4 separate regions of the Mus musculus genome follow, and all the other regions are linked to region 2. Evidence: chromatin contacts called from public Hi-C and HiChIP or PLAC-seq data. All regions are on one chromosome and are shown on one strand. The core of a region is the stretch at or near the end of the contact, and the rest is flanking DNA. Distances in the headings are between cores, read along the strand shown. Region 1 overlaps Gm38991 (a long non-coding RNA gene). Region 2 has its middle 8.5 kb from the start of Gm30483. Region 3 overlaps Dpy19l3 (dpy-19-like 3 (C. elegans)). Region 4 has its middle 160 kb from the start of Gm46016.

Evidence for each region. A called contact is a pair of places that touch in the nucleus more often than the background predicts. HiChIP or PLAC-seq counts read pairs in DNA pulled down with a chosen protein or histone mark.
Region 1: a contact with region 2 is called in a Hi-C map of uterus, with 2.8 times the contacts expected there. The contact joins two enhancer-like sites. A contact is called at or near these places in 5 of 484 Hi-C or Micro-C datasets (the C2C12 cell line, group 2 innate lymphoid cells and uterus) and 3 of 115 datasets of contacts at active chromatin or transcription factors (SST interneurons, embryonic fibroblasts and fibro-adipogenic progenitors).
Region 3: a contact with region 2 is called in an H3K27ac HiChIP or PLAC-seq map of SST interneurons, with 7 times the contacts expected there. The contact joins two enhancer-like sites. A contact is called at or near these places in 2 of 15 datasets of contacts at CTCF or cohesin (pro-B cells and stem cell-derived epiblast-like cells), 9 of 484 Hi-C or Micro-C datasets (the Ba/F3 cell line, CD4 T cells, cerebellum and 4 more) and 2 of 115 datasets of contacts at active chromatin or transcription factors (SST interneurons and embryonic stem cells).
Region 4: a contact with region 2 is called in a Hi-C map of cerebral cortex, with 6 times the contacts expected there. The contact joins two enhancer-like sites. A contact is called at or near these places in 9 of 484 Hi-C or Micro-C datasets (adipose-derived mesenchymal stem cells, cerebral cortex, cortical neurons and 4 more) and 4 of 115 datasets of contacts at active chromatin or transcription factors (astrocytes, fibro-adipogenic progenitors, neural progenitor cells and 1 more).

Annotation. Positions count from the first base shown.
Region 1 is chr7:36,094,013-36,099,559 of GRCm38.p6, reverse strand. It overlaps Gm38991 (a long non-coding RNA gene), which reads right to left. Exons shown (of 6, transcript XR_881969.1): 5 at 2,088-3,703. Among named protein-coding and RNA genes, the nearest start is that of Gm38991, 21 kb to the right of the region's middle. Within about 2 kb of position 4,194, at least 48 of the 459 cell types and tissues checked have an H3K27ac peak or open chromatin away from gene starts, as enhancers often do. A contact at or near this core is called in the C2C12 cell line and uterus, where this site is marked.
Region 2 is chr7:37,333,617-37,339,367 of GRCm38.p6, reverse strand. It overlaps a transcript of Zfp536 not described here. Among named protein-coding and RNA genes, the nearest start is that of Gm30483, 8.5 kb to the right of the region's middle. Within about 2 kb of position 2,332, at least 96 of the 459 cell types and tissues checked have an H3K27ac peak or open chromatin away from gene starts, as enhancers often do. A contact at or near this core is called in the C2C12 cell line, SST interneurons, cerebral cortex and 1 more, where this site is marked.
Region 3 is chr7:35,685,549-35,690,755 of GRCm38.p6, reverse strand. Dpy19l3 (dpy-19-like 3 (C. elegans)) reads left to right here. Exons shown (of 19, transcript NM_178704.3): 19 at 1-5,207. Among named protein-coding and RNA genes, the nearest start is that of Gm42379, 28 kb to the right of the region's middle. Within about 2 kb of position 3,800, at least 50 of the 459 cell types and tissues checked have an H3K27ac peak or open chromatin away from gene starts, as enhancers often do. A contact at or near this core is called in SST interneurons and uterus, where this site is marked.
Region 4 is chr7:36,333,507-36,338,892 of GRCm38.p6, reverse strand. No RefSeq gene overlaps it. Among named protein-coding and RNA genes, the nearest start is that of Gm46016, 160 kb to the right of the region's middle. Within about 2 kb of position 3,847, at least 9 of the 459 cell types and tissues checked have an H3K27ac peak or open chromatin away from gene starts, as enhancers often do. A contact at or near this core is called in cerebral cortex, where this site is marked.

The DNA.
Region 1 (5,547 bases), core at 2,945-5,444, 1.2 Mb after region 2:
CACTGCTATACTTTATCCAAACTGACTGATGAAAACTAAGTCACACAGGCCAATGGAGACAGAGACCTCCAGAGCCAAGACTCTCCACACCTGTTGACTTTCCTGTGAGAGTAATACCCTGAAGCTGCCACTCTTGCCTTCTCCAGATCTCTGCAATCAAATCACCATAGCCCCACACAACATTTACTAATTCAAATGCATCTTGTGCCCATAATTCTTTCTTGATGAATGAGGCCCCAGCCTTACAACTCAGCCTGGGTGTGGTAAATTACTCGGGCCAGATTAACTGTATAAAGAACACGTCTCAAAACAATGATTTCGCTTCGAGCTAAGGAGGAACAAGTGCCCCCTCTTTCATTTCTAAATTGCATTTTCCATCATAAATATTGAAAATTATGTTTCTGATCACTGCTGTCACCTTGTGAATAGTGTGGCACAGGAGCCCCACAGACACGTGGGCTTTTTATAGAAGGAAAACAAGGGCCATTAAAACACCCATACCACTTTGAGTTTTTAAGGGTTTGTTCTCCCAGCCTACAGATTACTTTAAAAGGCAGGATCCTTCGGAGCCTGGAAGAGGCAAGAGGTGAGCAGTCCTGTTTGCACGCAGCTCATTAAACATAAGGAATGATTGCTTTGGGTGCATTATAGCACTCTTTATGTATGAGCTGCTCAGAATGTTTACAGGTAGACACGGTGTAGCCACAACCCCAAATATGCAGCCGTGGAAACAGACTGTTCTAGAATATGTATGCTCAACTCTGTGCTAAACGAGACATTTAAAGACACAGGTACACTAGTTATCTCCTTCCCCTCAGATAGCAACAAAAGTCAAAACTCAGGTGTTCCAATTCTGGGCTCCGGAATAGCAGGAAAGATAGCTAGCCCACAGCAGAACTAGGGAACAAGAAGGATGGAGACGCCCTCCAGCACGGGAGCCTGCTATTGCAACTCCTAAGTACACACCCACAGCAATCAGAATGTTTTGGTGTCGTCTCACATCCAAGTTCATTGCAGCACTATCCACAATAATAGGCAAGTGTGCTGGGTAAATTTTGTTGACTTGACACAAGACAGAGGCATCTGGGAAGAAGGAACCTCAACTGAGAAAATACTTCCATCATATCAGCCTGTAGACAAGCATTTTAATGATTATGATTGATGTGAGAGGGCTCAGCTCACTGTGGACACTGCCACCCTGGAGTAGATGGTTCTGAGTTGTGTGGGGAAAGAAATCCAAGCTGAGCAAGCATAAAGAACAAACCAGTAAGTAGTGTTCTCCACAGTTCCGCTTCTGCCCCTGCCTTGAGTTCCTGTCCTGGTTTCCTTCAACGATGAACTATGGCCTATCAGCCCATTTCCACAGTTCCGCTTCTGCCCCTGCCTTGAGTTCCTGTCCTGGTTTCCTTCAACGATGAACTGTGGCCTATCAGCCCAATAAACCCTTAGACCTTTTCCACTACCAAGTTGGCTTTGGTCAGCATTTTATCACAGTGACAGAAGTCAAGCTAAGACAGCAAACTCTGGGTACCCATTGGCAGACAAGCAGATGAGGAAAATAAGCTACAGGGAACACACAAGACTTCACTCAGCTACAAAGAAGAATAAAAGCACAACATTTCAATGGAATTGGAGATCCAGGAAGAAGACAAAGGTGGTGTGCTTTGATAGTGTGTGCAGCAAACGCTGTAAGTGTCTAGATGTGTGTGTATTCTATGGGTTTCTGCATGTGTCTTCTTCTGTATGTGTGTCTGGTGTATTTCTGTGTGTGTCTCTCTGTGTGTATATGTGTGTGTGTGTGGGGGGGGTCTGAATGTGTCTGTGCACGTCTCTGTGTCTTTATACTTATGTGTGTATCTGTGTGCAGGACAATGTACTGGGTAATATAAACAAACTACATGATATACTTGAATTAAAATGGCATTATGAAACTCATCACTTTGTTCAATATAAGGTGCTAATAAAAAAAACCACTTAAAAAGAGGAAGTGGGTGATTAGGAGACAAAGTCAGCCTGAAAGACTTAGTTGCAGTCATTTGAAATTGGAGTGAAAGGAGAGCTTGCTCATGAAGGGAAAGGGTACCTACCTCAAGCAATGAATTGCATCCTTCACAGCATGCATGCCTTGGAGTCTCGGGTATCTCTCTGTTGCTCACATTCTAGTGCATGTAGCAAAAGAGCTGTCCTGCAAGCATGCACCAGAGAGTTTATAGCCCAGAGCAGACTCCAACAGTGGCACATGGGGGTTGGTGGGTAAGTACAAAAGCAATGCATTCCTCGGGTAGAATGATTCGCCCTGGTCTACCCTGCCCCCAAGAGTCCTCAGCTGTCCAAGAAAGAGCTGTCCATCAATTTCTTTCTCTTCCCAAGCTAGATGAAAACTAGATCCTAATGACTGCCTGGCTTAGTCAGGCTTTGGGCTCTCTAGTAAAATAGGACCAATGTAAAATACACTCTCAATACATGTCTACGGAATATTCAGCCTCAAATGGGACATCTATATCACACACACATGGCGGGGGGCATATATTGTGCTCACACAGGAATCATTGCAGAAGAGAAGATGAAAAGATGGTAGAAAGCCAGAGGTCTGGGAGGACACTGCAAAACAGAGTGGACTGCTACACCCCTGAACTCACAGAGCCCGTGATTGCCTTCGAAAGACCCACATGAGGTCATGACCAAGCCAGCCAATATTCTAGCGTGAATCAGAATGGGCTCAGGATCCTCCACTCCCAGCTTGGGAGCTGGTGAGAGTTGATGGCTCCTGGATCATAACTCCAGGAAATAACTCTACACTCTGCTACTGCAATGGGGTTTGCTTCTGGGGAGCCCTTGCCTAAAGACATTGCAATTTTGAAAATAAATGCAAAGATGTAAATTGTCAGTCTTTTCTCAAAAGCCCAATGGCCCACGAAATAGGTTGGCCCACAGTTTGGGGTTGGCTCTAGCACAGGTGCTAGAGTTTAAGGCCTGGCACTTGACCTCTTGGACACTGTTAGCACAGATGTTCGCAGAGACATCCATCATTCAGAAAGACTTCAACTTTCCTACAAGTGACACAGATACCGGAGTCATCTTGTCACAGAGGTCACTCTCCATTCCTTCCAGAACCTCACCCTGCCTCCTAAAAGGCCAGTCACACCTTGCATGGATAGACTTCTCTGAGCCGCATCCTGAGGCCAAAAGCAGCTGTGATTCCATTTCAAAATGGCCCCTTTATCCAAGGCCCGAGATGAGGTTCATGAACAGAAAACACATCTGTTGACATTCTTAAAAACATACAATCATATTCCACATAGCAAGACAGGACTGGGTGACTCATTGAAGTCATAAAGACTGCAAATCGCAGCGTTGGTGTCTTTGAGTAGAAGTTACCAGAAGATCTGCATTTGATTGTCTCAAAAACCGTAGGCAGTCATTTGACGTGTCGTGAGATCCGAATCGGCTAAGGTTGAAGATGATCCTCTTCGTGTTTCATTAGCAGATATCAGGTTAATAAAAAGTTTAAAAGTTGACTGCTATCCCCCCACTACTCCCGAGATTTATGAGACCTCCTCTGTGGGGCCGCACTGGGAATGGCAGCCGACACTCTTATTTCTTCAGAGCACACTCTGTCATCTCCCTCTGTGGTCCCCAAAGTCTGCCAATTAAAGACCTCCGAGATGACATTCCACTGCTGAAGTTATGCACACATAAATCACTGTAATAAGAGAAGATTGTTATGTTAACCTCCGCCTCACAACCCTTCTCTTTTTGTGAGAAATATGCAAAACATTCATTTGTCTGGCACCAAAGAAGCAATTTCCCAGCAGATGCCTGGGAGGCCCATGGGATGTTACCCCTTCCTGTGGTTACGTAGGCGGTGCCTGGTGCACCAGCAGGCATTACTCAACTCCAAACACAGAGCAATGAGGCCATAAACCAGGCGGCATTACGTCAGCGACAGGATGCTCTGAAATAAATGGGGAGCTGCTTCGATCTAGAGGAACATTTTTCCATGTTTAACCAAGCAAAACTGGAGTCACTACTGAGCACACAGCTTCAAAGGTCAACGCATAAGGAGACCAGTTCTGGAGAGGGGGGACAAGTGCTTTGTTCGGTCACGGAAGCAAGCCCCAAGGAAGCTCGAGTTTCACTGTCAGAGTGTGTGGCCAGTGTGCAGTGAGTGTGACTTAAAAGATTATCTACTGGGTGTTAGAGAGACTGGGGTTGGGGAGGGGTGAGGCCCTGGGAGCTGGGAACTATAACAGCTGCGGCTGGAAACTCAAGGTGGTTGCTTCCTGTGAGGTCTTTGCACACCACCGTGGGCTGGGTTCAGAATCCCTTAGAGCAGTGGTTTTCAATCTATGGGTCTTGACACCTTTAGAGGTCGAAAGACCCATATATAGGGGTCCCATGCCATATGTCCTACATATTGGGTATTTATACTGTGATTCATAAGTGTAGCAAAATCACTGTTATGAAATAGCAAAGAACATAATTGTATAGTTGAGGGGGTCACCACAAGAGAAGGAACTGTATTAAAGGATCACACCATTGAGAAAGTTGAGAACCACTGCCCTAGCGATTTGACCATAACCACAAAAAGAAAGAAAACAGAAAGATAATTCTTCAACAACAGAACAAATATTAATAATGCCCTAATTACTTATATCTACATGTTCACTTTAGGAATCCATATTAATTGAAAGATGGGGGAATGGAAAGTCTAGTCATGAACTAAACTATACTTCCTCTCTACCCAACCATCCAAGATTAGCTAACCCAAGGCCATGATGCCTCAACTAATGAGTAGGGGTAACCTGCCATTCATATGTGATTCACTAGTTTTCTTCGGATGTCCAAGAGAACCCACTATTTTGGTTAAAAGACCTTGTATCAGTTATTTCTTTGTCACTGTGAACAAATACCTGAGAGACACAATAGAAAGGGAAAAAAACATTTTAACTTGTAGTTACAGACAGATTTTAGGTCAATGTGTTGGAGAAGGCAGAGAGGTAGACCAGAAAGCCGAAACTATAGATGAAAAATTGAAGTATGTATGGCTATCAGGGGCCTAGTCTACTGTCCTACTTCCACCAGCTACATCCCACCTCAGAAAGGCTCCACAGCCTTCAGAACAACATGACCAATCAGAGACTGGGTATTCAAAACATAAACTTGAGGGGTACATTTCAGACTTAAACCATACGAGACACCCTAAAGGCCTAATGTTCAAACCAAGTACATGCATCTTTGTAAGGCAAGCCAGACACTGAAAAATCAGACAGAACAAAATCCTTGGTGCTGGGTGTTCGCTCTCAAATCAGGTTGATCTAAAGGAATAAAATAGTTCTAGAAAGAAAATTATCTGTGCCCCCCCCCACCATGTTTTGAAGGACTTGGTGGGGTAGCGATAGAATACGCATTCTATAATTCTTTATTGTAGTCAGACAGAAACCTCAATCTCATTCATCCCAGAATACTCCTTGCTTTGGGGCTGGTAGTATATGTGATAATGAGGCTATTAAAAATGTCTGATTGCAGCCCGGCGTGGTGGCGGCA
Region 2 (5,751 bases), core at 1,083-3,582:
CTCTCTCTCTCTCTCTCTCTCTCTCTCTCTCTGTGTGTGTGTGTGTGTGTCTATGTGTTCATGTGTGTATTGATGTGTCTATTTGGAAACTCTGTTAAGACATACAGGTTTCCATCTGCAGTGTCCACCCTTGTCTGGTTGTTCCTAGCAACCACGGGCATTTTTCACTGGATGCCACTAATCCCTCCTGCTGCTTTAGGGTCTTATCTTTAAAACAGGACCTGGGGGTTCATCTGTGGCCCAGGGCCATTGCCTAGTTTCAGGAGTCAGCCGCCACAACTTCCCTGAGACTCACACTGGACTCTCTCAGAACCTCAGTTTCCACTTCCAGGAAGTGGGAGGATTTGCCACGGGGGAGCCACACAAGGGTTGGGCCAGGTTAGGTAAGACAGCTGTTGTGCCCTACAAACAAAAGGCACGGAGTGCCAGTCAACCTGCTAGCCAGCCACAAACAGAAATGCTCCCCTCCTTTAGCAATGCGCGTGCTCTTCCCTGCCTTCCATTTTACTAAATCATTTCATAAGGCATTTTTCTGGAGGAACCACAGACACTAGCTAACCATTATGAGTCTTTGATGGCCCGTGGGCTCCTGAGGCTGTTTCTTAGAGTCAGAACAAGGACGGGTATCAGACAGTTTCTGGAGAGAAGGCTGAAGGTGGGCAAGAGGGCAATTTGAACAGACTAACCGTGTCTCCAACAAAACCTTGACTATTTTTCCTGAGCAGAGCCATCTGACTGGCTCTCTGGGCAGGCAGAGTTGGTTGGGATCTTTCTGTATCAAAAGGGGACCTGATCAGGAGACCTGCTCCCCCCGCCCCCCCCCCCGCCCCCGCCCCAAGCTCACAACCACACGCAGGAGACAGACTGCATCTGGGCCCCTTGTCCCAAGCAGCTGCAGCTGGGGGGAGCCACGCCTGCTGGGGTCCCAGGCCAAATGTAACCGGGAAGATGCAGATAATAAAAATCTACTTGTCACGGAGACATTCCTCAACTGTTAGCAATCAATTTGGGGGGCGAGCACAAGGGGGTGGGAAATACCGAAGGACATCAAAGAGGGTCTCACTCGCAGCTCTGCTCTGTCTCAAGGCTCTGTAATTTGGGAAGGTTCTGTGCTAAGTAATTTGTGAGCCTCCAAACACACAGGTTATTGTTTGTGGACAGATGGCACGTTGCGTTTTATCGCTTTTCCTTCTGTGGGTCCTCATACGCAGGACTAATGTGCATTCGGAAGTCTTTGTCTCCTGGCTAAAAATCTCTAATCTAAAACAGGCAATCAAGTACAGAGGCAGAGGTTTGGAGGCATAATCAGAGTTTTAAAAGCAAAGAAGAGGAGGAGGGGGGGGGGAGGCGGGAACCAAACTGCAGTCAGCACACAGATGTGTGTGTGTAGAAGCCGAGAGATGATCGGTGTGTTAAAAGTGGACAAAATTACCAGGGTTCTGAAACGCAGAAGCTGGGAGAGAGTACCCCGTCTTAGCCTTGGCCGGCACCTGGGCACCGTCTGGCATCACCGGAGTGTGGCCTCGGCTGACTTGCCCTCCAGAATCCGGGGGTCTTTGTTTCTATGTGCAGTGTGGTCATAGCCGTGGTGGGGCCTGGGAGGGCCCCTTTCTAGAAGCTTCAGCCACCCTCCCAGTTAAATCAATGTTGGTACCCAGGAAGGAACTGCGCCAGAGGAAGAAGTGCACTCCTCTTTTCTTCCTATGGAATTTTTCCCCCTTTTTTTATTCTGAAGATAGAATCACTGTTTGTAAGCATCTGAAAGTCATTAGAAGCTCCGCAGTCTGTCAGGTGTCGACGCAAGAAACTGCTGGAATCAAACGGGTGCCTGCACCCAGGGCTGGGGATTTGTCATGTGCTGATGAGGAGTTATAATAATATATGAGCAAATCACAAGCATTCTGCAAATTAATCAAATTCTTTTCCCCCCTTCTCCCTTGTCTCGGGGAGAGTGGCTTTGCAGGCAGACGTAGGTGAAGCAGCTCCCGCTCACAGATGGTCTCTCTGGCATCAGATGGAATTTATGTAACAGTAATTCTGAGTTCCTGCCAAAGTAGCAGTGAGCACACCAGGGAAGATTGTAGAAGGCGAGTCATGTGGCTCTGCTGAGGTTGTTGTGGGAAGTTTAAGGGGGGAAATCTCGAATTTTCTTTTACTGTTTTTGCCTGAAGGGCCAGAAACGGAACGCCATTCTGCCATGGGCGAAATCCGTCACATCTCTCCTTGCCGCCTGCACTGAAACGAGCGCTTCGCAGCTGTTACAACTGCTGGCGGGTGACAGAGCCCCAGACCCGATCCTCGCCCTCCCAGCTCCTTACAAGATTGAAAGGGGAATGGGTTCACAAGGTGGGCGCAGCTACACGCTAAAAGAGGCCGGCCTCTCTCGCCTACGCGCGCGCGCGCCCCTCCCCTTCGGCTTCCCCTGGCATTGAAAAAGACCTACCAGGGCTTTTTCTTTTCAAGTGTTTTATTAAATGAAGAGTCTAACAACCCTCACTTTAATTACACACGGGCTTCGTTTATAATTCCCCTGGATTTATTCAAGTAGTTGAAAACGACGGTGCTGGTGATTAAACCGATCCTGTTAGTTTAGCAGGGTGTTGGTGTGTGATGTGTGTGTCACAGGGTGCTTGTGTGTACCTGCGTGTGGGTGCTTGTTCTGCGGCCTCCCTGTGCTAATGACGCCCTTATCCTGCCTTTACAACTGCCCCTTTGGGAAATGTCATCTTGTATGGGACAAAAGGACATAGGAGCTGACTCTCTGGATCCCCTGCGTTGAGGGACCCTTTCACGCTATAGGGAGATTTTTTTTTTCCTTATGCAGAGGGAAAAATCATAGCAAGATGGCGTGGAGGAGGCTGCATTATGCAATGGAAGTCCTAGTGCTGTGGCTTTGGGTCCCTCCCGTCCCTCCCACCCCCACCCTGCCATCCTAATGTAAAGCCCTGCCCATTTGTTTTGGTTTACGTGACTACAGAGAAATAAGTGGATTAGAGAGAAACTTTTGCATGCTTCATTGCAGCTGGATGCCGACATCTGTCATTCCTCAGCCATCTTCTGGATCATGCCAGCAAGGGAGAGCAAAGTCTGACACCTTTGATTTTTAGAAAGAGCCTTTTATTAGGGGGAAGAAAAGAGAAGAAAGGAATTGTGTTTCTTTTGTGACTCCATGAGAGAGGGGTGGGGTGGGGAGATAGCTACCTTTCTGAGGGCACCATTCATTCATTCATTCATTCATTCATTCATTCATTCATTCATTCATTCACTCACTCACTCACTCATTCATAGGCGTGCCACAGTAGCAGCCAGCAGTCTGAAAGTTTATGTTTCTGTCTTTTTTCTACACCATTTTCCATTGTTCCAGAACTAGTTGCAGGGAAGGGAGCACGCTAGGAAAATGCAGATTTCAAAATATCATGTCCATACATCTCCCGTGGATGAAGGCCCCGGGGGTGAGTAACCAGCAGGCATGGATTCCTTTAAGGAATGGGGTGTCTATAATTCTCTATCACACATTCTCTGACCTCAGGACCTAGAATGGCACTGCAGCTGGCAGAAGGTGACCCCAGTTTTTAGAGAGGTGCCATCTACAGGGTTCCCCCAACACACACCCTACAGAAATCGTGCTAGTTTTGATGAGTGCTGTGTGTAAGTTGTGGATTATCACAGGTAATCTTGGAGAACAACTTCTGGTAGACTGCCTCCTTATTCACTGTATTAGAGCTGTCCCTCCCTCTGACCACTGTGTCTTTTGAATGGGATGCAGTGCACACCCTTGGCACAAGCCTCGTTACCATATTGGTCCCCCCTCCGGCACTTAAACTCTACCGCAAACCAGAAACTAGAAGGAAGAGCTGATGTGTTCATTTTCAGAGACACAATGGAAAACAGGAAGCCAGGGAACAGGCCACGACCACCCACTTGCTTGTTTCCCTGGGTGTGTACAGGAATGAGGTCCATCTGGTGCTGAGAAGGATGTAAAACCCTCACCCCTCCCTCCCACCCACTCACTGCAAGGTAAGGCTGGGCTTGTACACAGGACCTTGTGAAGCTGAGCTAAAACCATGATGCTGGCAGCGCCTGCATGGGCACACATAGTGCATTCCAGGGGTGGCTTGGGGGCGGGGTGGGGGCGCTATCTGCTGCCTCCTGGAAGATCTTGCCAGACCTTCTGACTTCTCTAGGGGAACTGGAAAACCATATTTTAGTATGAAATCTTTTGTTTGTTTGTTTTTTTGGCTGTGTGTGTGTGTGTGTGTGTGTGTGTGGTGTCACCCATTAAGAGAGGCAGCCTTGAAGAAGAGGGGAAGAAGGAAGCTGTCCAGGATCATGGGGAGGAGCAGAGAGGAGAGGAGAGCAAGGAAGAGTTTGTGAGCTCCCTGAGGCCAGAAACTGGGAAGAGAAGGTCCAAGATCTGCCTTGTTAGGGCCTCTTTCTCACTCCCACCAGGATGTTCCCAGCTCCTTAAAGTGAAGAATAAGGATTAGGCAGAGGGGACTGCTCACCCCAGGGAAGCCTCCAGCTTCCTTCTTTATCCAGCCACTTCTATGCTTAGAGCTGCTAAGGTTCCCAAGTTCCTGGGGAAGGGAGGGACCCATAATTTTGGAAGCTTTGCCAGGTAGGACATGCTCCAGTGCCTGTTTCATGCCTTTGACAAGAAAGAGGAGATGGTGGGTTGTAAGGGGGAGATGGTGTGGTGTTGTGACAGCTTCACTGGGGGCTCCGGGCACAAGAGGGGACACCATTCTAAAGTCAATGGCAGCAGTATACATCGCAGGAAGGGATGGTAAGTTAGACAGCCAGGCAAAGGAGACAAGACAAACAAGGACCTATGAATGGCCATGGTGAAGGGGTACACACAAGTGCAGATGGGGCTTCATGCTGGCAGGTGGGTATGGCTGAGAGCTCTCCCCGTTACTCTGAAGGAGCCCTTTGGCTCTGTGGTCTAAGTTGTTCTTTAGCAAGATTTACCCAGCCCAGGGCTGGCAGTTAGTGCCTCAGGAATTCCTTCCATTTGCCCAGGGGCTTAGGTATCAGAGTTGGCTCATCACCCCGAAGGCTGAGAGGCTGGTATGACTAGCAGGTGTTACAGCTGCTGATGTTAGAGTCCCTCTCATGTTTGCCTTCTGAATAGTGCCTTTATTTTGTTTAATATCTTGAAATCAATATATTAAAAAATATAAAAACAACTAAGATAGCTGTGTTTGAGTCATAGCATATATCTCTGAGTCACTTTTTCTTTTATCCTAAGTTTGTGAACCTCAAAATTGCTTAGCACAGTGTCCACACCCCCACATGCTACAGACAGCAAAGTGTCCTGACGAGTGTCCCTCTCCTGGGGTGCACGTCACCCTGAGGCCCACGTCGCCTTCGTGTGGCCTCTCTTAGCAATTCCTTCAATATTAAATGCACTTGCCCAGAGACAAACCCAGAGTCTCATTAGAGTATTATTATATTACACAGCTGAAAATCTTCAAAAAAAAAAAAAAAAAAGAAAGAAAAAAGAAAAAAAAAAAAGAAGGAAGGAAGGAAAGTAAGATCATCGACCCTTTGAAGGTTATTTAATGATAAACGTAAATGTTTTCATAAAATCCGGGGATGATTTAAGATCCCAGATCAATAGTGGCTGTGGAGCTTGTGCCGCCGGCTGGCTGACCACCCAGGCAGGCTGGTGGCTCCACAGACCATGGCTGCCCGAGGCAAACAAATAAATGTGGTGTGACTTGGAACCACAGGGAGTGGTCTGGGCAT
Region 3 (5,207 bases), core at 2,551-5,050, 1.7 Mb after region 2:
GCATCTACAGCTGGTGGAGTTCGCGTCAGGAGTGGGACTTGAATACTGGGGTGGCAGACGGCCTGCAGGCATGTCCCGCCATCATCGGAAATGCCTCCTGCTAACGTTAGCCTTTTCTGTCCTGTCTCTGTCTTTTCTGTGAGTGTTCTTAGCCTCACAGGTGTGCCTGCCCAAGGCTGGCTAGGAACTTTGTCATTGAGGGAATTATGTGTGACCCACTGGGTGGCCTGGGAAGTGAGAGCCTCTTTGAGATCTGAAATACTTGTGATTTTCAGTGACCCTGAGCCAGCTGTGAGTGAGTGTAGTTGACAGGCCGCACAGTTCAGTCACTGACATTTCTTCACCGAGACCGCTTGGTGGCTTTTTAACAGTTTATTGTCCTGTCTTGTTAAAATTTTATAACATTTCCAGTTTACCATGCTTTCACATGTGTGAAGAAACAAATTATTTTAGGTCTTTGAACCTTAAATATTCCATTCATGCTCTAAGATGTCACACACATTTAGAGTGTGTGTTTGTTTTGATTCTGGGCACAGCAGTCAGGGTGCTACTGGGCCGGCATGGTGACACACTCTTTTAATCCCAGCACTTGAAGGCAGGGGCAGGTGAATCTCTGCGAGGTCGAGGCCAGCCTGGTCTATATAGTGAGTTCTGGGCCAGCCAGGGCTATGTAAAGAGACCCTGTCTCAAGAAAGCAAAGTGTGTCAGGGCTTATAATAGAAGTCTTTGAGGGGAATCCCTTCATGCTTTTTAATCTCTCCTGCAAGTAAAATAGTTTTGCTTCACTTCTTACTCATTTCAATTAACTGGGTTTGCAAAACTTGGTAAACTTTTTGTGTTTTTAACCTTTATATTTTTTCAGAGCCTAGAAACTTGCAAAGTCTGAGGCTGTTTTAGATGCTGTTCCATGACTCCTAGAGTTCTATGTGGCATTTCATGCTCTTTGACTTCTGGCCTCCAGTCTTCCTTCTCAGCCCTGGAGACATCGTGTCCCTCCCTACAAGGTGACCAAGTGCCACCACGCAGCAGAGAGAGGTGGTGTACCTGCTCGGAGTTTTTGATAATTGCTTTTATAATTCATTTCTAATGGTGGGGGCATGTAAAAGCTGCTGATACAGGCACATTGTCCACTTAATTAAATCAAGAGAGCTAATGAAATTAACTTTTCCCTCCCGCTCTTGCCATTTGGAAGTGATTTAAATGTTTTCTCCCCGCGCGTTAGTGTAATAAATCCCCACGAGCACACCGGCCGGAGAGCCCCGCCGGGCCGCGCCGCAGTGTGGTTGCTGCTTAAGTAGCATCCAAAACTGTGTTCCAGTGTCTCATCGGGTGTGGGGGTTTTATGTAAAACTCACTCAAATAAGACATCGACAGCTAGGTTATTAAATTAAGCCCTTAGAACTTTGGAATCCTGCCTCCTCTGGACCCCTAAATAGGGTGGGAGACCACTGCAGTTTGGGCTAACAACACAAGGAAACATGTTCACCAGTGCTAAAGGCTTAATGAGGCTGTAGTGCCTGCTGCGGCTGCCCGCACTGGTGGAGCGTTCTGGGCCAGTGCCTTACCCTTAAGGGAAAGCAAGCACAGGGATGGCACAGAGCACTGGGGCCCGGTGATGGTTACTTTGTGGGTGAGTTTGCATTTATGTTAAACATTCCTGCGTGCATTCATCTAATCACTTGGTGTTTGGTGTCTTGTGATCCAAGAGCCGTGGACTTAAACTTGGATGCACATCCTTACTGTGGTAACATCCATGCTAGTTAGTGCTCCGTCTCCACCGCACCATTGCTGCCAAACCACGATGAGAAGTGCCAAAAACCAGTCTTCCCCACAGGCGCTCTCCCCGAGACACTGTGATATGTACAGGACATTGTTAGAGCAAATTTTTTTCTTTAAAAATAAATTATATATTTAAAAAATTATTTAAATAGTTGATTAAAATAATTAGACTCTATCCATCTTATAAAATACTGCTTCAGTATTCCCCATAGCTCTGCTTACTGTCTGCAGCAACCTGGCCACAAAGTCTTGAAACTACTCCTCTAGACCCTGCCTAACTTTACATAAATCCTCAGTCTGCCTCCCTGTAGAAGGTAGCGTATCCCAGACTTTCTCTGCTGCAACATTAACCTGTGCATAAACAGCTGCATCAAACTGTAACTGCTGAGCAGTCTCCTGACCCCGCCCCTCTCCTGCTAGCATCTGAAACCTATCGGCTGTGCTTGATTGATCTCAGCAGTGTTTTGACACTGCTCAGCAAATTCTGATTTCCATAATAAAAAATCTACTCCGGCAAACAAGCACACCCTTGCCAGTTGTTACCAATCCCCAGGAGGGAGGGCCTCGGTGGACCATTTACGCGTAGCCTGCGTAAATGGGACTGTGCCCATACTGTGCACAAGCAGTTTTTAATTCCTTTAACTGTTTAAACGGAAGAGGCTGATAAACTCTGACTCCATTACCTTGTTCTATAACTGATAATATAGACTGAAATCTCTGGACATCAGCTCTTCTTCTGGTAGCCTCTTTCAGGGTCAGATGGCTTTCTCACCAGTGCTGCAACTCCACCTCAGAAGGAGGGTCCAGTCCAGCTTCGACACATGGGGTTTTACTGGCTCTCAGCTTAGGAATCCACTCTGATGGTCCCAAGATTTCCCCTTGAGCTTGGCAAGCCTGTAATTTCTGCACTTGCACAGACAGCAAAGTAAAAGCATTTTGCAGCTGTTGGATTTTCTCTGTAACTAACTTGTCCTTGAAAGGAATCTTGAGTTCTTCAGAGGCAATAAGTGGCAAAGAATTCTCCTCCCTATGATATTTAGCCGCTTCCTCTTCCAGCTGCTCAGTCGTTATCATCGTCTCCTCCTCCGGGCATGGTGGCTCAGACACTGCTTCAGTATTCAGAGGCCAGACTGCAAGAGCAGGCACCTTGGCTTTGCCAGAGCATCCTGGATGGGTGCTGCTTCCCTGTAACCCATTTTTGATCCCAGCGGCGGTGCCTCCTCAATGCCTGCCCCAAATGTTCTGGGTTCCCAAATGAAAGACAGGCACAGCCTTTATGTTTTGGTAATGCCTAAAACAGATCAATGACTAGGCCACTTCCTAAGCTCCACATGGCTCATCCACCTCCCTCTGATATTCCCAAGTTATTTCTTACTAAATCCTATATTCCATCTTTGCTGCTGTAAGGCAACCCTCATAGGGCCGCTCTCCCCGATGGCCGCTATGCTCTCTGCCCTGCACCCTCTCAGGCACGGCAGCTTCCCTCCCCCACCTCTCCTGCCATTGCGGATCTCCTTCCTTTCCCTCAGTCCCTCACCCGGGAATCCTAAAGGTCCCGCCTCTGTCTATCCTGCCCAGCCATTGGCTGCCGGAAACTTTATTTACCAATCAGAACCAAATGAGGGCATGGTCCCTTAGTGTCTTACACGTGGATTCTAGTACAAACCCAAAATAACCTGATACACGGAGCCACAGCTAGATTTACTGTACCTTCCTCAGGAAACCAAGGACAACCCCCCCCCCACAAAAGCTAAGAAGTCAGGTGGTTGCCGTTGCCCTTCTTTAGCCCCACGAGTGTGGAGCAGTTTCTTAAGCATTTGTATAGAAAGCATAGGGCCGTTTCCATTTCCCATTTTTGTTTCTTTTTTCTTGTGTTTTCACTTTTTTCGAGTTCCTTTACTTTTCCTGAGCGCCCTTATCTACTCCATCCTGTCTTTGCTCCTGAGAGAGTCTCACCGCACATTCGCCTTTTCTGAGCACTTGCTTTTTCTGGGGTGTCCACCACTTGATCCCCAAACTCTCAGAGCGTCCCTGTTTGAGCGCCACCTGCCGGTGGGAAGTGGAACAGTCCTCTGAGGAGGGAGTGAGGATGATCCTGGGAAAGCCGGAAAGAAGACTCAGAGACAGGAGTTAGAATTGGGAAGGCTGCAGATCACTACCACGTCAGACTTGAGTTTACGGTTCTTGGTCTTTTTATGCTTTACAGCGCGGTGGGAAACAAGGTCATATGCTAGGTTTGTTCCCATCAGGAAGCCTCCCTGCTCCTTTCTATAAATTTAACAGAACGTTCAGCCCCTCTTCCCAGGCCAGGAAACCTGCCAGCAGACGCCGACCTGCCCTGACTCTGCCTGGCAGGCCGACTTTCCCAGAAGCAGACAAATGGCTCCCGACGCTCTCGGGAACCAGATCTTTCAGCAAATAACATTTGATCGTTTTAGCTGTGGTGAGGAGTCTAGCTTATGACCTTGTCTTTGAACACACAGGAGGAAAACAGATCCACCCTTGGCCACAGCCCCCACACTGTGCAAGCAGGAGCCAGTGCCTGTAGCCCTCACTTTCTGCAGTGCGGGCCCTGGGGACTGTTGGTAATAGTGTTCAGCTGTGACTCTGGATAGAACAAGCTCGAGGCTCTGCTTCTGAGTTCCCAGAAGAACCTCCAAGTACAACAGAAGTGCTCTTAATTAACTCCACTTCTGAGTCCACGGAGCCTCGAGTCTCCAGCCCTCTTGGGAGCCGCCTGCTGCAGTCCCGCAGGTGGCCGGCCACTGCCTTGTGTTTCCACTCCTGATACCGAGCTCCAGTCAGTGGTAGCCCACCTCAGATGTCTGGGTGCACCTTCTGCTGCTGATTGTGAGTTTAGAGCCCCAACCACAAAAGGGCCAAGGGTGTGGCTTGAGAGTATAATGTTTGCCTGGTGTTCCTAGCACTTCAGCAGACAGACAGAAAAAGAGATAATTATGCAGAAATTGAAATCAAATGCTTTACAAGGTGGGTTGCTCATCAAAATTGCTTTTAAATTTAACTTGATCATGTCTGCAGAGATGGTTCAGTGTGTATATCACTTGTATAGCTTGGGTCTCAGCACCCACGTCTGTCAGCTCACAACTGCCTATAGCTCTGGCTCCAAGGGACCCACCCAATGCCTTCGTCGTATACAGACAAATAATGAAAAATAAAAGGAAGTCCTTTACTTTTAAATAAAAATTTGATCAGAAAAATTATTAGGTACTGGAGGGATTAAAATGAAGATGAGTGAGCTTAAATTCCTTCATACAAGTATCTATGTGCCCATCCCACCTCTAACATCTAAGCTGGAAGCTGGGCAGGTGGCTCAGAGAGGTAGAGAGCTGGTCTGTTATCAGGTAGGGGCATTGCCTGTTTGTGGCATCTGTTGGGGAAAACCTTACAAAGAGCATTTATAATTTGTT
Region 4 (5,386 bases), core at 2,598-5,097, 1.0 Mb after region 2:
TAGTAGCTCATGCAGCCAAATCTGACCTCAAACTTACTGTGTAGCTAAGAATGACCCTCAGTCCTTCTGCCCCCACTTTCCAAGTGTTGGGATTTACAGGCAGGCCATGGCAGCTGGCATATAGTTTGACTCTTCAGCATTTCCCAAAGTCTTTCTGTTAAAGGGTCAGTGCCCATGTGGCACTATTAGGTGAGACCACAGGAGGTGGGTCTCTCCTTTTCTTTGCTGTGGTTTCCTGGTTGGCTCAGAATGGAGCAGTTTAGAACCCATGGAAGAGAGGTCTCAAAGCAATGGGGTCATCTAAGCAGGACAATGGGATTATATTATCAGGACAATGAGAACATATGACTATGCAATGATATCAACTAATTAAAACAAAGCGATCATCTGATCAAGAAATTGGCATTATATGACCAGGCAATGGTATCACATGATCAGAAAAATGGCATCCTATGATCAGGACAATGGCATCATATGACTAGGCAAGAGCATCATCAGATCAGAACAATGACATCATATGATCCGGACAATGGGATCATCTGATTACAATCTAAAACCTCTTCCAAAGCCAAGAGCCAAAATAAATCCTTCTCATAATTTGACTCAGATACTTGTCATAGTCACAGAAAGCAGAGTAGTAATTCACGGGCCTGTCCCACAGTTGCCAAGTTTTCTGTTGCTCATGGTTCAGCGGTCACAGGTCACCTCTCAGTGGCTCTTTAGCTTCTGAGCTGGAGGGAGGCAGCATCATAGTGAAGAGAGACAGTGGAGGAATGGAGACACTCACCACATAGTGACCAGGAAGCAGGAAGAGCAAGGGGAGAAGAAACCCTCCTAAGTGACCCACTTCCCCCCACTAGACCCCAGTGATGAAGTCAGAGCTACCACAGGGGAATCACTCTCGATGGCAGGATGTACCAGATGAGGATGAAGTCTCCATCAGATAAGCCTTTTGGGGGGGGGGAACATGTATATACAAGTTTTAACAGGGCTCTCTCCATCTCAACAAACTTAAGACAGTCCCCCCTACACACATACTCAGGCTCTGCTCAACCAAAACTGGAATTAGAAAATTCATGACCCACGGATTTCTTTTCTTTTGCCATGAATTTTCCTGAGGACTCTAATCCACACTGACATCCTCCAGGCCTGAATTATTTAGGGCATGACTAATAATAATAATTTATAAACAGCTCTCTTCAAGTGTCTGTCACAGCGGTTTTAGGCAGACAGTATGGCATCCATTTTGTGAAGAAGGAAACTGAAGGACAGGGCATTTGGATTACGTATCCAAACTTCAGAGTGAATAAGCCTTCTAATAATGCGGGTTGGGCTAAACTCAAAATGTTTGCCTTCAGTGATTTCATAACTACTGTTGGAACCAACATTAAAACATTAATAACTTCTTTTTTAAAATATCTATTTTAGTTTACATTATGTGCATGAGCCTTTTGCCCGCCTGTATGCATGCATTTATGTATGCATGTATGCAAGTAAGTATGCATGCAAGTATGTACGTATACATGTATGCATATGTGTATACATGTATGCATGTATGTATGCAAGTATATATGCATGCATGTGTGCATGCATGTATGTATGTACACCATATGAGTGTGGTGCCCATGAGATCAGAAGAGCACATGAGATACTCTGGACTTGGAAGTACAGGCAGGTGTGAAATGCAGTGTGGGTGTCCGGAACCAATCTGGGTCTTCTGCAAGAAGAGGAAGGGCCCTTGACCATTGAGCCGCCTTTCCATCTCCCATTAATTATTTCTAGTTAATTCCTGGAAGTAGGAATCAGGTGGAGGAAATATCGTGCCTCCTCATCTGTGGCCACCATGAAGATGTGTTTAATGGAGCCTGCTTGTTATCCTCATCAGAATTAGTAGTCTTCAGTCGGTGAAGGAAGAATATAGACAAGAAAAAAACCTCTAGATAGGAAACAAGAAGCCAGGAGATCCCTCGCCTCCTTCTCGCTCACGACCATGCCCAGGTGGAAATCACAAGGACACAAAGGTGTGACTAGAAGTGAAGAAATGGGTGTGTGCTCATTTTCCAACTAAATGACTCTCAGTGTCGCAGTAATGTTTGATGTTCTGTTGTTACCTGGGATCTTTCAGAGGTCTGGAAGAAACACGGAACCTGTCCAGTCCAATGGGACATGAAATGTCTTCCCTTTATCTAGGCACAATGCACACCTGAGACTAAGAAATAAACAAACAAACAAAAACGAATCATGAATTCAAGGCCAGCCTGAGCTACAATGAAGAGATGCTACCTCAAAGAATCAAAGCCAAAGCCATAAAAGAGCTTCTCTCTTGCAGGTATTATAGTACACAAATCATAGAAATTCCCTATACTCATGAACTGCCCTTTACAGCCCATGAAGTAGATTCTCGCATATCTTGTTGTAACATTAGCATATCCCAAGTCTAGACACGCCCCTCGATAAACTACAGAGCTTCGCAGGCTAAGTACTCACCGTTCAAACTTGATTTTCAGAGATCTCAGTCCACACTGGCCATTTCAACCTGAGGAATACAGAGGGATGGATGTAGTGTATAGGTCTGATCTACCATACTATGACCTCCCCAGTGACTGGCTGCATCTAGAGAGTCAGAACTTAACCACAAGCCGCCCAGAGCTGTCAGTCCACATCCAGTGTTGCCATCCTGCTTTGGTGCCCCTGTGTAACTAGAATTCCTGGAAGATGGAGACAATTCTTTGCGCCTTGTCTGTGTTCCCCAAACATGTCCAAAGCTATTCTGGAGATGTAACACCCCTCAAATTTCAGTAATATTCTCCCTCTTAAAGAGAGTCTTTCTGCCTGTTGAGCCCACACCAAGCAGGCTCATCTCCAGTAAGGCACAGCAGCCGGCAACCATAGACACCATGAAGAAATATGGAGTCTGAGACCATCAGCTGAGAGTCACGGAACTGATTCCTCTATCCACACCACCCACTTATCATTTCACTTCCTTCCTTGAACTTGGGACATGGTTCAGTCACAGGGATCAGAGTTCGTCCATGCTTCTGTCCATGGGCTTTGGATAGATTCCGGTGGCCATGGGAATCCCCTCTCGGTCCCAAGACGGTTATTGCCACCCCCGACCTCTCCATCGGAAGCATCAACCATCAACCTTTTAGACCGATGCCAGGATTTAGCCACATAAAATACCTTTGCTTAGCAACCTCTCATGGTGTGATATGGGTGAAACCAAGCTGTATGGCTGTGATTGCAAAGAGCAATGGGGCAGGGTTAAGAACCTGACCCAAACATGCAGCCTGTCCCAACACAAGCCCAGAGGCAAGCTCAAAGAGTCTCTACTCCCACTTCCTGACCTAACCACTAGACTGGGCTCCTACCGCTTTACGAAAATGATTTGTTTTTAATTAAAATAGGAGCATAAATTATTTTTATCCTTATATTATTGGGTGGTAAGTGAATTCACAGTAACTCGTTGGATTTTTTTTTAAATCTATTTTAAATATAAACACACTGCCATATTTTCTGTGGGTTTGAAAGCTTATGTTAAGTTTGCAAATAAGTCAACTTCACAAAGATAACATCTTTCCTTAAAAAACGTGTTGCAATCTAACGGCATGCAACTGAAAATTAACATCTTATTAAGAAAAATGCATGAATCCTCCCTGTGTTGCAAAGGTCCAGAGGAGGTTGGGGTCCTCGCCTTCCTCTGGGACCAGAATCACTCACTAGGCAAGCTATACCCTGACGCCGTCTCCTTCATTCCAGTTATTCTCTGCAGCCCAAACATGCCTCCCATGCCACAGAAAACTGCTGTTTTATTCTGGGTTGTGCTTAACTCTCTTTTTGAGTCCACCTCCTTACACATCTGACAGATGCAGCATTCACAAGGGAGCCTGAATCAGTCTGGTCCACCCTGAAAAGGTGCTGTCTGTGGCAGCTGCGTATGACCGCCCTGTGATTCTCAGCCCTGTTGTCTGTCTCTGTCTGTGCTTGGGAGGATCCAGGTAAACCTCTGTGAGAATTTTAATAACCAGACCTCAGGTGGCCATCACAACAGCCTCTCGGTGACGGGGACATAGCACAGGGCTCCTAACCCATTACAAGGAAAATAAAAGCCCAAGGCCACAAAGGGCTGAGAATCATTTGGAGACATAATGAGAGTTATCTGTGCACAGGTCCCCAGGCAAATCTTTCTATTCTTGTTCCCTCTCTGTCCTCTTCTCTAAAGAGTAGCTTAGGAGCCCAGCAGACTAACCCAGAGCCCCAGCTCTTTCTCCTGTCCCTGTGTGACAAATGCTTGCAGCCCCACACTGACTTGCAGCAGGGCATGGGGTGAAGAGGGCGGGGTCTCCAGGTATGCCACACACAAGCCTGTTTTTACTCTGCCCCCAGGCCCACGGGTCTTCAGACACCTCACCAAAATAAAAAATACTCTCATAAATTCAAAAAGGGGAAAGCTGTCAAAACCTGCATGAGTTGTTTAAATACCATGAATAAGAACAAGCAACAATAGGGACATCAATGAAGATGTGTCTCCTTCAGACTTGGCCACGTGCCACCCGATGCAAGTTCCCCCACCAAGCACTGCTGCTAGGGAGGGAGTGGAGCTCACCCACCTCTTCTCCACAGCCCCTCCCCAGGAAAGAATTTCTGACAAGCCACTCAGCTAGCATTCCCCACCCCATCTCCTTTCATTTGCATCCTCATTAGAATAATACGATTTCACAAAGTAGGTGGGGGTGTGAGCCGGCACCATTTGGAAGAGGAAATGTTGAACTTCAGACTCCATGGCAGGAACAGTCCCACGGGGAGCCAGCTCAGGTCTGGCACACACTGCACCTTCCACACTCAGCCGGAGCTTGGAAGGACATTATAACTAGGACCATATGAGGAGCTTCAGCGTTGACCCAAACCAGAAGAGGGCCTATTTGCTTTTGTTTTCCAAAGGGACCTTGGCATCAGAAGAAGGGTTAAAAGAACATGTTTTCACAGAGGATGGGAAAATGTTGCCTTTTGCTTGGTTTTCTTAAAGATGCTGGCGCTTGGCTGAGAACTACCACATGCCAACTTTTGGAAGTCAGTCCAGAGTGGAGTCGGACTCTATAGCCAGTGTTTTCAGGGTGCCTGCTGTTGGTTTCTGTTATGTTTTATCTGTCGTTTGTTTTTAGAGTGTGCATCTATTGAATAATACCTTGTAAATATTTCTGGTCACTTGAAAGCACAGGATAAATAAGGCAAAGTGAGTTTCCCTTGCATCTCAAGCTGGTTTAGATTTGTCTACTCCGGGTGGGTGGGTAGAGTTTCTTTTATTTCTTAAAAACCTGGAAAACCCTATGAAGCCACCCCACCCCACCCTACCCCCACCCCACCCCACCCCCCCAAAAATCCCTCA